Regions from separate parts of the Mus musculus genome. Here region 2 is linked to region 1. The links are chromatin contacts, called in public Hi-C maps. All regions are on one chromosome and are shown on one strand. The core of a region is the stretch at or near the end of the contact, and the rest is flanking DNA. Distances in the headings are between cores, read along the strand shown.

The links. Hi-C and Micro-C count contacts between places; a contact is called where the count stands out from the background.
Region 2: a Hi-C map of cortical neurons shows a contact between it and region 1, with 5 times the contacts expected there. The contact joins two enhancer-like sites. A contact is called at or near these places in 1 of 15 datasets of contacts at CTCF or cohesin (large pre-B cells), 25 of 484 Hi-C or Micro-C datasets (3T3-L1-derived adipocytes, B cells, the G1E-ER4 cell line and 15 more) and 3 of 115 datasets of contacts at active chromatin or transcription factors (astrocytes, embryonic basal ganglia and embryonic forebrain).

What each region holds. Positions count from the first base shown.
Region 1 is chr12:105,837,869-105,840,781 of GRCm38.p6, reverse strand. Papola (poly (A) polymerase alpha) reads right to left here. Exons shown (of 22, transcript NM_011112.4): 22 at 1,838-2,913. Among named protein-coding and RNA genes, the nearest start is that of Papola, 55 kb to the right of the region's middle. Within about 2 kb of position 1,486, at least 2 of the 459 cell types and tissues checked have an H3K27ac peak or open chromatin away from gene starts, as enhancers often do. A contact at or near this core is called in cortical neurons, where this site is marked.
Region 2 is chr12:108,118,041-108,120,781 of GRCm38.p6, reverse strand. It overlaps Setd3 (SET domain containing 3), which reads left to right. Exons shown (of 13, transcript NM_028262.3): 7 at 1,618-1,676; 8 at 2,426-2,540. Among named protein-coding and RNA genes, the nearest start is that of Setd3, 60 kb to the left of the region's middle. Within about 2 kb of position 1,416, at least 26 of the 459 cell types and tissues checked have an H3K27ac peak or open chromatin away from gene starts, as enhancers often do. A contact at or near this core is called in cortical neurons, where this site is marked.

The DNA.
Region 1 (2,913 bases), core at 237-2,736:
CAGCAACCACATGGTGGCTCACAACCATCTGTATCGAGATCTGGCGCCCTCTTCTGGCGTGTCTGAAGGCAGCTACAGTGTACTTACATATAATAAATAAATCTTTTAAAAAGGGGGCGGGGGGGGGGAGGTTTTGTAAAAGACCGAGCAAACATTGTTACTAGTCTCCATCACTGTTAATCACGAACGACAGTAGCCTGGGTTGTGAGTGCAGCTTAGAAGTCATGTGCTTGCCTGTCACGTGGTGAAGACCCAGGTTCTGGCCCCAGCTTGCCAAAGAACATAATCCTTTACCTTTTTCTTCCCAATGTTAATCCTCGGGAGGATAACAACAATTTTTAAGTTGGTAGAGAGGGGAAATACCACACAGATCTAAAGCTCACTTGTTTGTGTATACCTGAAGGCCATGTTACAAGAACACAGAACAAAGGACTACCTCATTTACCAAGCTCAGGTCTGAGTCAAAACAGCATCTATTTGCGGTTTGGGCGTAAAGAAAGCTAATAGAAATGTGAACTAAACAAAAAAAAAAAAAAAAAGCATACAGCCCAGGCCAAAAGGCAACTCATTTTCATAGTTTGGTTGATTTTTGTTAGGGTTAAAATAGGCAAAGAGATGCAAATGCGTGTGCAATGCCTTTAGAGAACAATTTGGCACACAAGCACGCTAGGGTCTCGTGGGTCAGCCTACAGTGTGCAGAGCGTGAATGTTCCTTTCATGTCAGCCACTACTGTGCGTTGCTGATCGTTTGCTGTCACCTTGTACTCGGCCAGAATTAACATTATGCAGAGCTTTAAAATATTTTTCTGTGCAGAGAAGAAAACAGAGGTGCTAACTAGGAATAAAAAAGCTTTAGTCCAGACTGTACCTGAGACACAAGCACTCAATGTTCAATTATGTCTTACTAATTCAGCAAAATGCAGGAAAATACCTATGAGCTACATGGGTGACAAATCCCAGGAAGCAGGGTCCAGTCCCACTTCTGTTGTCTACCAGGGTAGGAGGAAGGCAAGCTCAATCCTGGAGGTGTTAGTGATGGAGCCCTGAGAAATCCTTACCATTTTGCACTTTTGCTGAATAAGTCTCAAACTTCTATTCTACTTCAGTAAGAAGTAGCCCCAAGGTCATCAACTCAATGAAGGGTCTAAGCATTTGGGGTTTTAGAGACTCTGCATAGCTGCTAACCCTTTGGAAAACACTCTCCCCCTCCCCAACTCCCTCCCCCCCCCCATATATACACATACACACATACACATACATACACACACACACACACACACACACACACTCAAGACACTAAGATAATCATCCCTAAAAGTTGGCCATCACAAACTTAAAACAGTCTACTTCTCTTTTACGCAATGTGTGTGAGGATTTAAGAAAAATGTCAGAATTTGATCCAGTAAAATAAACAAGATTCAAGCTGTAAGACACAATTATAAACCTACTGAAAAACAACAGTGCCACCTGCTGACAGAGAAATGAAAGTAGAGGCATGAAAGAGCCATATGCATCAGTACCGGGAAATGTACAGTGCTCAGACTAGACAGAACACTACTGTAGAAAATGGAATTGTTCAGAGTGAGTTAGTGGTAGCTATAACCACCCTTTTCTCCCTAACGATCATCTAGGTTAACAACATTGCCTGCTATCGTGTGACACATTAGTACTGGGTTACAAATAGGCTAACCTAAAACAAACCTGCCAAATATAAGCACATTAAATTCCAATCTTCATTTGGGGCCACACCATATATTTGTATGTAGAACTAATTAATTAGATTGCTGAAAGGGGGAGAGGGAGAGAGAGAGTCAAAAGAAACCAGCCAACTATGGGATTTGTGCTGTTTTTTTTTTTATTGTGTTTTCAATGGAGAAATACATCATCTGTTTACAAAATAGCTCTTGAAAAATACAAGGAGTACAGATACTATAAAACAAAGCAAACTCCAGTCATGAGACACTACTTACATCATGCGAAAGCAACAGTCTGATCTCCAGGTTATGGAAACTAGAAGTAAAAAGTCACTACACAGAAAAGATCCACGTCTCCAGCCTGGTGAAACTTGGATGCAGTTACATGGAACGTTTATTAAACTGAATTTTTCCCCAATGTGTAAACAAAACGACAAGACTAAATCTGTGCCTGGTGATGTCAATCTAACTCTGAAGCTACACACACAGACACCAGTACATGTCACCTGTTAGCGGACCGTCTTCTTTACTCAAATGGTGGGAGGAAGGGCAAGGTGACTGCAGAGCAAGAGGTGGAGAGTAGAACACTGTATATAAACAATGTAAGTGGTAAAGAAAGCCTTAATTAATGCATAGCTTCAGGGGAAAGACTATACTCCAACTTTGGAAATTAATTTGGAAGGACAGGGGAGAGTTTAAGTAATTGCAGTGTAACATGAAAATGCACAAACGTGTGATAGAATGCAGCGAAATGAAGGATTCAAAAACCATGCTCATACAAAGATCTGCTGCTACAGGTCTGTTTTACCCAGATTAACAAAGAGTAACTTTATCAACATCTGGCACCCGTCAGATGTCACAAGATGGACGAGAATTCTGCTACTTAATTATGAGAAATCATTGTCTTTAAAGAAGATTTCTAATTTTTGATAGAACAAAAAAAAAAATTCAAAAGTGGAAAGCTGACTAAATGTCAAGTGCTTACTAGAAATGATTTTTAAAATGTTTTTGTATGTAAAATTCACTGACAAATTTTGATAAACTGGTTAAAAATAAAAATTAGTTTAAAAATCTGGAAGAAAATGCCTTTTGCCCACTTTTAAAAATGAAAATCAATTTGTCTAAGACAGGAACAGGAGTTGTGTGGAGTGTACAAAAGTCCTCGCAGAGATCAAAGGGCCGCCTCCGGGGATGCTTCACAGGTATGGCTTCAGTCACT
Region 2 (2,741 bases), core at 167-2,666, 2.3 Mb before region 1:
AGTTTTGAGAAGAGGAAAGGGCCTTATGGTGATTAGTATGTTTAAAGGGAAATCTGGACTCTGTCTTGGCTAAATGTGATAAGTAAGAGGAAGGCATACCTCGAATCCTCAGAGCACAGGCTCCAGGGCAGGCCGGTGGGGCGGGGCTGACCTCCCCTAGCATACCATTTCCTGAACCAGACTGGAAGTGCCCTGTCATGTTCTGTACGTCCCCTTAAAGTCTCTTATTTAATTGCACATTGCTAGTACAATATTCATTTTATCGCATTGTGATTTATTTATGTTGAGGCAGGTACTAGCTAGGTAGCACAGGCAGGTCTCACATTTCTGATCCTCCCATCTTAGCCTTTCAAGTGCTGGTGTTTACAGGTATGTACAGATACACCTGGCCCAACATGCATCTTAAAGATTATGTAAATACAGTTTTACATTTTGACTTTTCTTCCAAAGGCTTAAAATGAGGCTATAAAGAGAGGAGAAGCAGGCACCTGGGAGCTAACACCCAGTTAGCCCCTTTTGTAATATATAATTTGTCTAAGATTATGCACCAAGGACAAGCTTTTGTTTTTCTGAGTGATTTACGGTTTGAGCCACTTCTGCCTCATTCCCTACTGCCCTGCGCACAGTACCAGCCAGCACAGTACAGGGAGCGGTGATGAATTGCAGTGCACTTGCCGTGCCGTACCTGGAGTTAAAACTGCTGCGTGGAGCCACACTAGCAGGCACACGATCAGCTTCCGCAGATCTGGTCTCCAGCTCAGAAACAACCGTTTGTTAATCTGATCACTTAACTGCAATCTGTCTCAGACTGTAACTGAAACTTAAGGTTAAAATCACACTGTTACAGCTTTAATTCCTTAATTGAGACAGAGTTTTAAGTGCTTACAGGTCTAAGGGGTAGGGCATTATAAAAAGGGAATGTGAAGCTATAAAATTTTCTTCCATGTGTAAAGTTTTGGATATTTTATCAAATGTTCTTTTGTTTAGAGAAAAAAGTAATTTAATGATTGTCTGTGTTATCTTTATCTTACTTGTATAATTTACTTCATTCTCTCACAAGACTTGACTTTGCTTGATTTCCTGTGTTTGATCCACATTTACTGTGTAAATAATTCATTTGCACCTAAGTCGATTGTCATCAAGTGTTATTAGAGAATGTGAGAGTATTTCCAACGTACTAGAGGGTTTGTAAGTGTTGCTTCTTGTGACATACAAAGAGAATAAAATCTAGCAGAGCATGAGACCCCGGGAGAGGCAAGCCTCCCTATTGGCTTTGCAGGCTCCATGTTCCCTCAGAGCTCGTACTCGTAGCAGAGGGTGTGCCTGCCTTTGTGCAGCAGTCCACCTTACACTGTCTTGTGTGGTGTCTGTGGGTTCCGGATGGAAGTGTGAAGGAGCAGATTTATGGCGGCCGCTGGGCACAACAAATTAAGTTGACAGTGATGTATGAGGGCACAATAGCACACTGATCCCTCAGTTGCGCGGCTGGACGCCTCCTGCTTCATTTGGCTCTTGTTAGGATCTGTTAGCAGCTAAATAATGAAATTCTGTTGACTGATTTCTGTTTTCTCCCTTTTTTCCCCCCCACCTCTGCTTCCTAAAACCGTTGATTCCCAGACCCATCCTCATGCCAACAAACTGCCCTTGAAGGAGTCTTTCACTTACGAGGACTACAGGTTTGTGAGGGCGCTGTGTTGCGGGTGGTTTCTGAGGATCTGGAAGTGAGGGCAGCTCGGCAGCAAGTGGCCTGCTGCGACCACTTACAGTGTTGAAATAGGGCGGTCTCAAAAGCCAGGGTGAGCGGCTTCGATAAGCACTGGCGTTTTGACAGCTGCCAAGAAACCGCTGTGAACCTGTAATGCCAGTAGCTTGCCTGAGGTAGCCAAGGGGCGTTTGGGCTTAACATTAGTGTTAAGTGTTGCTAAAGGACTTTTTCTCTTTTAAGTAGATTAACATTAGTGTGAAGCAGGGATTCTTTGGAACATAGAGCTAACGGACTGTGCTATGTAATAAAAGTGCCGTGTTCCATGCCTCGTCCACACCGTGGAGGGGTCTGTTAGAGAGGAGAAGCAGCACCCACTGGTCGGTCAGTGAGGCTCAGAGCCCTGCCTACCGCTGAAGTCAGCGTTTGGGTGAGGGGGAGCTGGCTTTGGAGAGAGCAGTTTCATCACCACGTAGGTTGAGACCCCTGCTTCTCCTAGTTCCTTTGCATACTCGGTGGGCTGTGTGCAGGCTTCCTTTCCTGCCATTCTGCCCCCTCCTCCTCTCAATTCTGCCTTTAGTTCTAAATGGTACAAAAAAGCCTGAAAACTGGCAGCCACTCACAACCTCAATTTCCTAATTGAGTGTGTTCTTGTGGGGGTGGCTTTTCCACAAATTTACTCTTAATTTGTTTATTTTATTTTATTTTATTTTTTTGTAACAGGTGGGCCGTCTCATCAGTTATGACACGGCAAAACCAAATTCCTACAGAGGATGGTTCCCGGGTGACCTTGGCTCTGATTCCTTTATGGGACATGTGCAATCATACCAATGGCCTGGTAAAGATCTCTTCCTGGGGTTGAGGCTGGGGGCTGCTGAGCTTCTGAGTGCATATTCTCCTTGGCTCCTTATTCCCCTGCCAGCTCTCTCCAGGACAAGCAGAAGCAACCCTTGCTCTTCCCTGCCTGCCTCTAATAGAAGCTGGGTGTCTCTTCATACTGAAGACTGAAAACTCCAATCTTAGAGCACTGTGAGAGACT